2 separate regions of the Lactuca sativa genome follow, and region 2 is linked to region 1. Evidence: chromatin contacts called from public Hi-C data. All regions are on one chromosome and are shown on one strand. The core of a region is the stretch at or near the end of the contact, and the rest is flanking DNA. Distances in the headings are between cores, read along the strand shown.

Region 1 (5,211 bases), core at 1,485-3,984:
ACTGTCTACAAAGGGGACACAATAAAAAAATCCTGCAAGAATCCTATTGTGGTGCCTAAAACTCAACCTAAAAAGAAAATTAGGAGGCCTAGGTTGTAACTTGATTTATTGAATTGGTCAGGAACTACAAGAGGTGGTAGAAATGGTGGTGGAAGGGGTGGTAGGAATGGTAGTGACAGGGGTCGTAGAGTTGGTAGGGGTGGTAGATTTGGTGGTAGCAGGGTTTGTAGGGTTGCTGGTAGGGGAGATGGAGTCCCTCATGAGATACTCCCAAATAAAGTCCCAAATACGGAGAATGAACAATGTGATGCTGTTGTGGAGAATGTAGATTCTCATGCTAATATGGAGAATGAAGAACCTAATGCTAATGTGGAGCATGCAGATTCTCATGCTAATGTGGAGAATGCAAATTCTGAGGAGAATGCATAATCTAAGGATGAAATAACTAATTTAAAGTGGAGAATCTACAATCTCAGAGCCTCAATTTACAATACTAAAGAAATCATGGGATGACTTGGTTTAACTGAAGAGGATTTGACTGAGTATGAATGGGTGAGACAAGAATCTGTGGAGATTGACAAGTCTCAGATTTGTTTTTCTATCATATATAGTAACATACTTCTCTTGACATTTAATTTATGTATTGTTGTTGTTATAGGATGGGGATGTTAGTGTTGATACTCAAGAATTTACACTTAAGAATGTTATTATTGAAGATGAAGTAAATGATGAAGCACTCCCTGAAGATGCAGGCCCTAAAGAAGCACTCCCTAAAGATGCAGACCCAGAAGATGCAGGCCCTAAAGAAGCACTCCCTAAAGATGTAGGCCATGAAGATGCAAAAGAGGCAGTCCATGAAAATGTAGTCCATGATGAAGCACTCCCTAATGATGTAGTAGTCCTTAAATCACATGATGATGAAGGCATACATTGGTCACAATATGAGAATGGAGTGAGAAAGAGGAAGCCTTTATAAAGGATAACATAAATAAAGTTAAAGAAGTGTGTGGTTACCAAGGATGGGAAAAAGGATGTCTTTAAACAAGCCAGTCAATCTAGATTAGGGTGTTGTTAAACCCTTCTTTTGTTAAAACATGTACAATCTTTAACCAAGGGTAGATGTTGTTAGCCCCTTTTGTGTATAGCCCATCTTGTACAAACTTTGGCTTAGGGTATAACTTACATACAATTTGGTTTATATTAGTACATGTTGATGGTTAATTATGCTTATATTAGTCATGGTAAATTTGTTGAGTGATGTTGCTTATATTGCTTAGGTTAGTACATGTTAATGGATGATTCCAATCATGGTTGATTTATATCATGGTTGATGCCAGTCATAGGTGATTCATGTCATGGTTGATTTCACTGTTACATGATTCTTTTCATTGTTCATTCCATTTGTTATTGATTCCAATCAAATTTTTGATGATCCCAACAATTCTTGATCCCAATCTTTATTGATTTGAAGCATTGTTCATTATAGTAATGGTTGATTCCAATATTACATGATTCTTGTCATTGTTCATTCCATTTGTTATTGATTTCAGTCAATATTTGATGATTCCAACAAATCTTGATTCCATATCTTTATTGATTCCACTCAATGTTCATTCCATTTGTAATTGATTCCGGTCATTGTTTATTTTATAATAAGATGACACAACTCCACTTTAATTACATAAACTTCTAACTTCATTTCATAATAAGATGATACATTACATAGGATTCATACATCAAAATAAGCAAGCTAAAAACAACCACAATGACACTACCCTTAACATCCTTAGTCCTAACCAAAGCACATTACTACCACCTTGACAAAGGCATGCTGTCAATATTTCAATACAACCAAGCCAAACACAATAGCAAACCAAAAAGACATAAAAAGTCATGGATTTCCATCTTCCACCTTGATTCCCTTGTTGAATGGCCAATTCTTCCACTTGTAGTTGTGGAGGTTGTTCCATCAAGTTTCCAAACAGGTTCTCCACTGGTTGTTCTGAAAAGTTTTCAAATATTATAAGGTTCTCCACATGAACATTGTAGATGAGGGTTGCATACCCTTAGCAAGGTAGATGAGGATCGACCTAACGAAAATACTTGCAGTATTTGAGTTCATCTTGGAATTTGAGGCAACCGATGAACCTTCTTCCTATGTTTAAGGGAGTCAAAGATGCCCATCTTCCTACATGATCACCACAATAACACCTAGTTCTCAATTGGTTTGCTCTTTGGCTTGACACATATGATGTACACGACATCAATGAGTTTTAGGGCAAGAATGAAGAGGGTTGCGATCTATAAAAGGATCTCCTTTTTAATTCCAACCTCATTTAATGAGTCAACAACCACCTCATCAATGCCTAGACACATCAACATACGCAACCGGCTAAACGTGGGTGACTGGATGAGAAGGACCGATATGTTTAATTTATCCGGTTTCCTAAGTTATTTTGTTTATAAAATATTAGGGACTAAATTGAATATTTGTTCACAAGTTTAGATTTTTATGATAAAAATCCAAACTCCAAATGTAATAATGTATGGATAAGTAGCGTAAAGATGATGATCATGTGCGAGCAGCGAGCCTTTGGAACTTTAAAGGGAAAGACATCACGCGGTCACTACAATAATTGAACCGACTGTTTCAACACGTACGGTCGGTTCACTACGGTTTCCTTATCCTACGCACCCCCATCACAACCTTTACCTTTTTTGGTCCCACTACCTCAGCCGCCACGTCATCTTCCGTCAATCTGCCTTTATCATTCTCTCTCTCTCTAGAATTCTAGGGCTTCTTTCTTCTTTCTCCTTCTTCTGTTCTTCTCCTCCTCCATGCCGTAGTAATCTTTGATACCAGATTCGAGATATGGGTTCAATTTCGATACCCGATCCCGGTGAATCAACTCAGGCACCAAGCTTCGATGAATTCCAACGACAGACATCACTTATGACCAGCTGCACTCTTCTCTGGAAAGAGCTCTCAGATCACTTCACGTCGCTCGAGCAAAGCCTCCTAAAGAAATCAGATGCAATTAAGGACAAGATCAAGACCCTAGACACCGAAACGAAAGCGTCTCTGAGTTCTCTGGAGGAGCGCGAAACTACGATCGAAAACTCCGTCTCCATCGCTCTACGAAAAGTTGAAGCTGCCGTGCAAGCCGCAGCGGCTGCAGTCGGAACCAGTAAATGCGATGATGGCGAAGATAATCCAGAAGTTGACGATTCCGAGGGTTTGCTTTTGAGGTTGAAATCGTATTGTGTGAAGATGGATTCGTTAGGGTTTTGGGGGTTTGTAGCTAGTAAGAAGAAGGAAATGGAGTTGATGCGGGCTCAAATTCCGTCGGCTTTAGCGGAGTGCGCAGATCCAGCTAGGTTTGTGTTGGAGGCAATTTCGGAGGTTTTTCCGGTGGACAAGAGGGCTTTGTGCGTGAATGATTTAAGTTGGGCTTGTGTTTTGATACTTGAGAGTTTGATTCCGGTGATGGTTGATCCGATTCTGGGGAAGTCGAGGGTTTTGGTGACGCCGAGTGTGAAGAAGAGCGCCAAAGAGATTGCTGAGAAGTGGAAGGAGAGTTTAGACCAGCGCGGTGGCATCGAGAACGTTAAGGCTCCTGATGTCCATACCTTCTTCCAGCATCTGGTGACTTTTGGAATTGTGAAAAATGAGGATCTTGATTTGTATAGGAAGCTTGTTGTTGGTTCAGCATGGCGTAAGCAGATGCCTAAGCTCGCTGTTTCCCTTGGCCTTGCTGATAAAATGCCTGGTATATATATATATTCTTCATTTCCCTGCGTTTTGCACTCAATTTCTATGTTTTTCTCATTAATTTTGGTCGTTGGAAAGATTATGAATTATCACAGTTATATGCTACCATCCATAATGCATCTTTAAATGTTCTGCTAGCATCTGTAATGAATGATCACAATTCACAATTATTATGAGCTAGCATCTGTACCTTGTTCCAGTTTTTTGATATTTGAACTTTAGAGCTTTATAGTATAGAATTTACCTGAAATTCAATGTCGGCCTTTAAAACTTTAGAATTTATCAGTAATTAACGAATTATTAAATCTTTTGTTAAGGGGTTTCTTTTTCTTGATTTATTGAATCCCAGTACAATACGTTAGTTTTGTGGGTTTAAATCTTTACGCAATTATTGTGATGCAGATATGATTGAAGAACTAATCAGCAAGGGACAACAGGTTGATGCTGTGCATTTCACTCACGAAGTTGGTCTTGTAGACAGGTTTCCCCCTGTTTGTTTGCTAAAAGCTTTTCTAAAGGATGCTAAAAAGGCCGCAACATCTATTCTTGAAGATCCCAACAATTCCAGCCGTGCTGTGGTATCTTGTTTCATTTTCTTAACCAAATTAACCCTCTTTATATGTATGTAAGTAATATTTCTAATTATTTAGTTGATGATCCTTGTCCTGTTTTGTTTTTACTCAGCATTTAGCTGCACGAAAAGAGCAATCTGCACTCAAAGCAGTCATCAAATGCATTGAAGAATACAAACTCGAGGCCGAGTTCCCTCCCGAGAACCTAAAGAAACGACTCGAGCAGCTGGAAAAGGTCAAGGTCGAGAAAAAGAGGCCAGCCGCCGTAGGTCCCGCCAACAAAAGAACCCGAGCCAGCAACGTGGGCCCCATGCCACCCGCCAAGGCCGGCCGTATCACCACCGCCTACGTCTCATCTTTTCCGGCACCGCCCACCTTTGTGAGGTCCCCGTCACACACCCAATACCCCACCGGAGTCCCATCATACTCTGTCCCACCGCCAATGTATGTGCACGGAACCAGGAGTCCGCCTTACGCCGCCTACTCGCCGGAGGCAGCACCGCTGTCTCCACCGCTGTCGTACCCAGGTACTCCTCCGATGAACTATCCGGCTTATGGTGGGTATGGAAATGGTATGGCTCCGGCCTACCAACATACTTACTATCGATAGAGGTGACACTGGTTGACTGGTGGTGGATAATGTTGACTCATATGATGATGATGATGATGATGATGATGATGATGACTCCCTCCCTAATCTTCAAGAATATGGTTTTTCTTTTTATTTTCTAATATGGTTTGTAATCACTAACCTTTTATTGGTAGCTGATGTGTGTGTTAATCCTTATTCTGACGTAAACTTATGGTTGTATTTCTGATGTTGATTAGTATTAGTCTCTAATGCGTTTCCCTAGCTATATTTGATTC
Region 2 (5,211 bases), core at 1,983-4,482, 320 kb before region 1:
CTTAAGTTATTCAATATTAACAATAGTAACAATTAACAATCTTAAAAATTATATCAAATAAACGATGAAGCAAAAGTAAAAAAAAAAGACAAAAAAAAACCCTACAATGGATGCAATTAATGAATTAAACATATAGTGAAGGAATTTGTGATTTGTTGATCACTGATTAATGATCGCCGACAACTTTGATGCCCGTGAAATTAGAAATAAAATTTCTATATATTTTATTTAATGTTCACAAAATTAACAAAATTGAATAATTTACCGGTAATGTGCAATAGGATCCGCGATTGTGAATGAAAGATAAAACTTCATGTGCTCGTTAACAACATTACTTTTTTGGGATTCATGATTTACTTTTTTTTTAGTTTAATGTGTATTGGGTTATGCATATTAGATTTTATCCTAAAAATATTGGGCTATTAAAATATAAAATATAAAATATAAAATATGAGTTTTAAAAATCAAATTTATATATTTCTTTTTGCCAACAAATTAAGATGGTTTGGTTTTCATTTTCTAACGTATGTCACAATATTTTGATTATACATAACTTATTATAAAAAATAAAAAGAAAGGTGCTCAAGGAACCCACCATTAACGCATATAAACTTGCCAATATATATATATATATATATATATATATATATATATATATATATATATATATATATATATATATATATATATATATATATATATATATATATATATATATATATATATATATATATATAAAGCGGTTCTGGTAGGTATCCAACAGATATCGGTTCGAAAAATATGAGAATCAGAATCGTAACCGTTTAAGGCGGTTCCAATTTTGAAACCAATAGTTCTGGTAGCAGATACCTAGTTTCAATGTTCATCCCTAGTTAAAAAAATTCATAAGAGTTCTAAGAAAAAAAACTAGGGTTAAAATCAAATATAAAATGCATATAAGTTCCAAAATTTTCATGTGTTCTGATCCGGGATGCCCATAAGTGATTTAGGTATAACAATAGCCAGCACCAAAGAATTTGATCCGTCCCATCCGAATACAAGTGAATACAAGTGTGGGTTATTTTTTATTATTTAAACTTTGATATTTTTTGCTATTAGTATTATAAAAATCTAATTATATAGGAGTCTCATAGTTACCTAAAATTCTGATACATCAATAATTTCACAGATTTGACCCATCTCCATGACAACAAGCTATCTAGGATAGGATGGTAAAAGAATCTATTCATTGTACCGCCAAATCTATCTATATACATTAATCGTATTATTAGCCACATCAGGATCCATTTGCTAATGGTTTAAGTCATAATCTCATTGCTTCATCAATTGGGAATTGCCCATATTCGACAAAACTTTTACCCATTGACATGATGTTGATTTTATTGGAACTTGGAAGGTATGCAGAATAATAAAAAGGCTCTCTTCATACATAATTAAATAATTAATTGCATCTTCTATAGCATATTTTATGCATGAAATGAAATGATACACATTATATGATTGGCTTTGTACAGTATTTGTATTTGATGTACACCGGACACAAAATGATATGAATACCACAAATACTATAATTTTTTGTCACATCAAAAAAGTAAGAACAAAATATCTGACCTGTACAAAAAGAAAAAGATATGAATAACCCTAAAAACTTGGTTATTAATGGGTAATTCTATACCAAAACAATTACACGACTCGTTATTAATACTACCCAGTCTAATCTAATCATCCGATCCGGTGTAACAAAAACAGTGTTATTGAACCCATTGAGATATCATATCCTCATCATCTTTAACATATACATCAAATCATCATTACATCCTGTGGTCTAATTCACAAATTGTACCAAAATTGATACAAAAATAGAACATACTACTAGCTCTCATCTAGTGTGCCATACCTGCTGTAAAATGGTTCAAGATCTTCATAGACACTTAAACAAAAAACCCCAAGTAAATGGGCATGAGAGCAACAGCAGGTGCCAGATGGTTACCATTGTTGCTCCGCTCTGACTTTGGTGGCTTGGGGATCGGTTGTTTGGAGGCGGAAGTTGGTGGTGGTGGTGGAGGAGGAGACCGGAGAGTGGGTGATGAAGGGGGTGAGCGACGGGCAGTAGAACCTGCAATAATGTCGTGCTTTATGTTAACAAAATTGAAATTGATGACAACAAGATCCATGAAAGAATGGGAAGAAGATTTGGGAGATAAAATTGTCAATAGAAACCTGAACGGGGTTTTCTTGTGATGCTGATCAGAGGAGGTAGAGTTGTTGAACCTGAATCAAGAGAACACAAAATTATGGAACTGAAATTCACAAACACGAAATTGAAACAAAATGAACACCCAAATTGCAAGAAGAGGATCCAGACATGAAATAAACTATTTTGTTGTATTTGATCTTGAAAACACGGAATCAATATCTAAATTTCATGTAACGTTTCAAATAGTTGATTCAAAGGATATCATGGTCATTTTCTTTTGTTTCTTTCAGTCATCAAACTACAACATTGATACATGGATATGAATTTGTTCTTAACTCAAAATTTCAGATGAAAAATCCCGCCCTTGCTCCAGTCGATAACTTTCAAAAACCCTAGGTTCGTAATTTCTCAATTGGCTACAGTTTATACTTCGTAAATGCTGATAGAAATTGATTTTGCTATTTCACTGTGACTCGTCGAAACTTTCAGAAAAGAAAAAACGCACAAATAAAACGATGAAGATGAAAGAACAAAAACAGAGTCCGATATACCTGAACAGATCGACTGGAGAGATGTACTAGCATTATTCGCGTGGGAAGCTTGGGTATCATTGTTGAGTAGACATAGATCTGATAAGGAAAGCAGCTTGGAGGCGTTAAGAGGGAAACCGAGGAGCGTGTTCTGACGAACAAGATAACAGAGACATTCGGCTTTGCCGGAAGCAAAGGCTCCGTTGAAGATGTCGCAACATTGGGATGAAGGTTCGTCGGAGAGATCATTTGGCGGGGCGGATATGAAGGGAAGGCAAGGCGAGAAGGAGATGACGGAGTCGGCACAGCCTCCAGGCGGCGGCGAAGATGGAGGCGGCGTTACGTCGCTGGTGGTTATAAGAACAAGCGTCGAAGCGAGTAAGACGGTGACGATTGCGGAAACGTAGTGGACTAGGCTTTCAGTGTTCATGGCTGACGACGGTTATTTCTGTTAGAATCGGGATGACGTGATAATGGAGAGCCAGCGGATTCATCATTTTATTACCGAGTTTTATTTATTTAAAGCACTTGGAACCTTGGGGCTTCGGGCGTGACTCTTTGTTTTGCCACAATTTTCTCACTTGTTTAAATTGTTTTCTAAATGGCCCCTCATCTTTCCCATAGTTTTACTCTAGCATCGATCTTTTATAAGTACACAACGGTCACTCGTATTTTGCCATAATTTCTACATTGGCTTTTATCCTTCAAATATGTTAATTTCTTCCCAATTGTTTTGCCTCTCTTGTAGTATATACGCAGGATGACATACAAACTCCTAAGCTTGGTAGAAATGCACGATTTTACTTTTATTTGGATTTTAGATTTGCTAATACTGGATATCCAATTTTTTTTTTGTTTTTTTTTTTCGATTTTATCCTTTTATGTATTTTTGGTTTATTAAAGCTCATACATTTTATAGAAAAATTCGGATTTTTCTTTTTTATGGTTCATAAAAACCTTTAAATTTGGTTTTCTGGTTCATTAAAGCCTTTAAGTAAATGTTCGGTTTTACCGTGTAAATATGCAAAAATGGTAAAATCAAAAAAAAAAAGTTGTAAGTATCCGATATTAGTGAACCTAAAATCCACAAACGGTAATCTATTCATTTTTGTCAAACTAAAAGGCTTTTATGTCATTATTACAAAAGTTGGAAGAATATAAAACCATGTAAAAAAGATTTTATTTTATTTTTAATATTTTTACCCTTGAATAGTTTAGTTAAACCTTTGTTATTTCTCACTTATATGTAAGGTGATGTGTGTGTGTTTTTTCTAAATAAATAAATAAATAAACTTTTTTTAAAAAATTTATGTCTGCAGGTGAGAAGACATTTATGTTTGTATATTCTTGTAAAATGTTTGTCTTTTAAAAGTTTGAAGACCATAAACGTAAAATATTTATGTGCGTCGTCTTCTCTAAAAACACGGACCAAAATCTATATACAACAAAACATTTCCCGCAGACATATTATAGGCCATAAATTAGGATTAAATTCTTTTATATATAATTAAAGATGTTTTATTTCTTTTTCATTTTATATTTTTTTGAACGACTATAACTTAATTGATATATATATATATATATATATATATATATATATATATATATATATATATATATATATATATATATATATATATATATATATATATATATATATATATATATATATATGGGATGACTCCATTAAGATTAATAAAAAATTAGAGATTGTGAGATTAAATATCAGCCAATGGAATTTAACGTCAACTGTTAAATGATTAAGGGGTATAATAGTAAACTTCAAATTAATGTTGAGAAAGCGGACACCTTCCTTCTCTAAAAATCACCATATCGCTAAATCATCGATTTTCAGTATCAGTCACGTAATAATATCATCCAATCTTCAACAACTCATTCAATATAATAAAAAAGATCTTATTTTTACTGAATCTGTTATCAAATTATTCGCAATCTTCAAAGAGAAAAAACAATCGAAACAGAGCATCAGTTCATATCCTCATAAATACGAGATACAAACCTCAAATCGAAAAAACAAGCACCTCGCAATCATAAACAAAGCATTTGAAAATCGAATCAAAATCAATTTTCATAAATGATGTCGCATCCAAAAGAAACTGAGAGTCGATCGCAACTGATACTATTATACATCTCCTAACGACGAACAAATCGATTCAATTTCTTTCACTTCTGAAGAACTTCAAAATACGATTCGTATTGAAGGTACAACTAATTCGTTTTAATACTACAAATTACATGACAGTTTCTACATTTCATTCTGATTCTTTTATTATACAATATAAATTATGAATAATCATATATGATTATACAATACAATATGTGCTTTAATCATATACGGATGAATAATCATATATGACTGTTCATATCTATGATTAATCATATATGTTTTCAAATTGAAATCTATATTAATATTACATTTGGATGAATAATCATATATGATTATGCATCATAAAATAGGATTAA

The links. Hi-C and Micro-C count contacts between places; a contact is called where the count stands out from the background.
Region 2: a Hi-C map of leaf shows a contact between it and region 1, with 7 times the contacts expected there. The contact joins the promoter of LOC111907062 here to the promoter of LOC111902147 in region 1. A contact is called at or near these places in 3 of 4 Hi-C or Micro-C datasets (leaf and seed).

Annotation. Positions count from the first base shown.
Region 1 is chr9:140,784,349-140,789,559 of Lsat_Salinas_v11, reverse strand. LOC111902147 (FRIGIDA-like protein 4a) reads left to right here and starts at 2,734. Exons shown (of 3, transcript XM_052767918.1): 1 at 2,734-3,770; 2 at 4,175-4,350; 3 at 4,457-5,201. The coding sequence starts at 2,873. The coding sequence ends at 4,954.
Region 2 is chr9:141,107,587-141,112,797 of Lsat_Salinas_v11, reverse strand. LOC111907062 (non-specific lipid transfer protein GPI-anchored 25) reads right to left here and starts at 3,232. Exons shown (of 3, transcript XM_023902851.2): 1 at 2,749-3,232; 2 at 2,221-2,271; 3 at 1,501-2,116. The coding sequence starts at 3,157. The coding sequence ends at 1,932.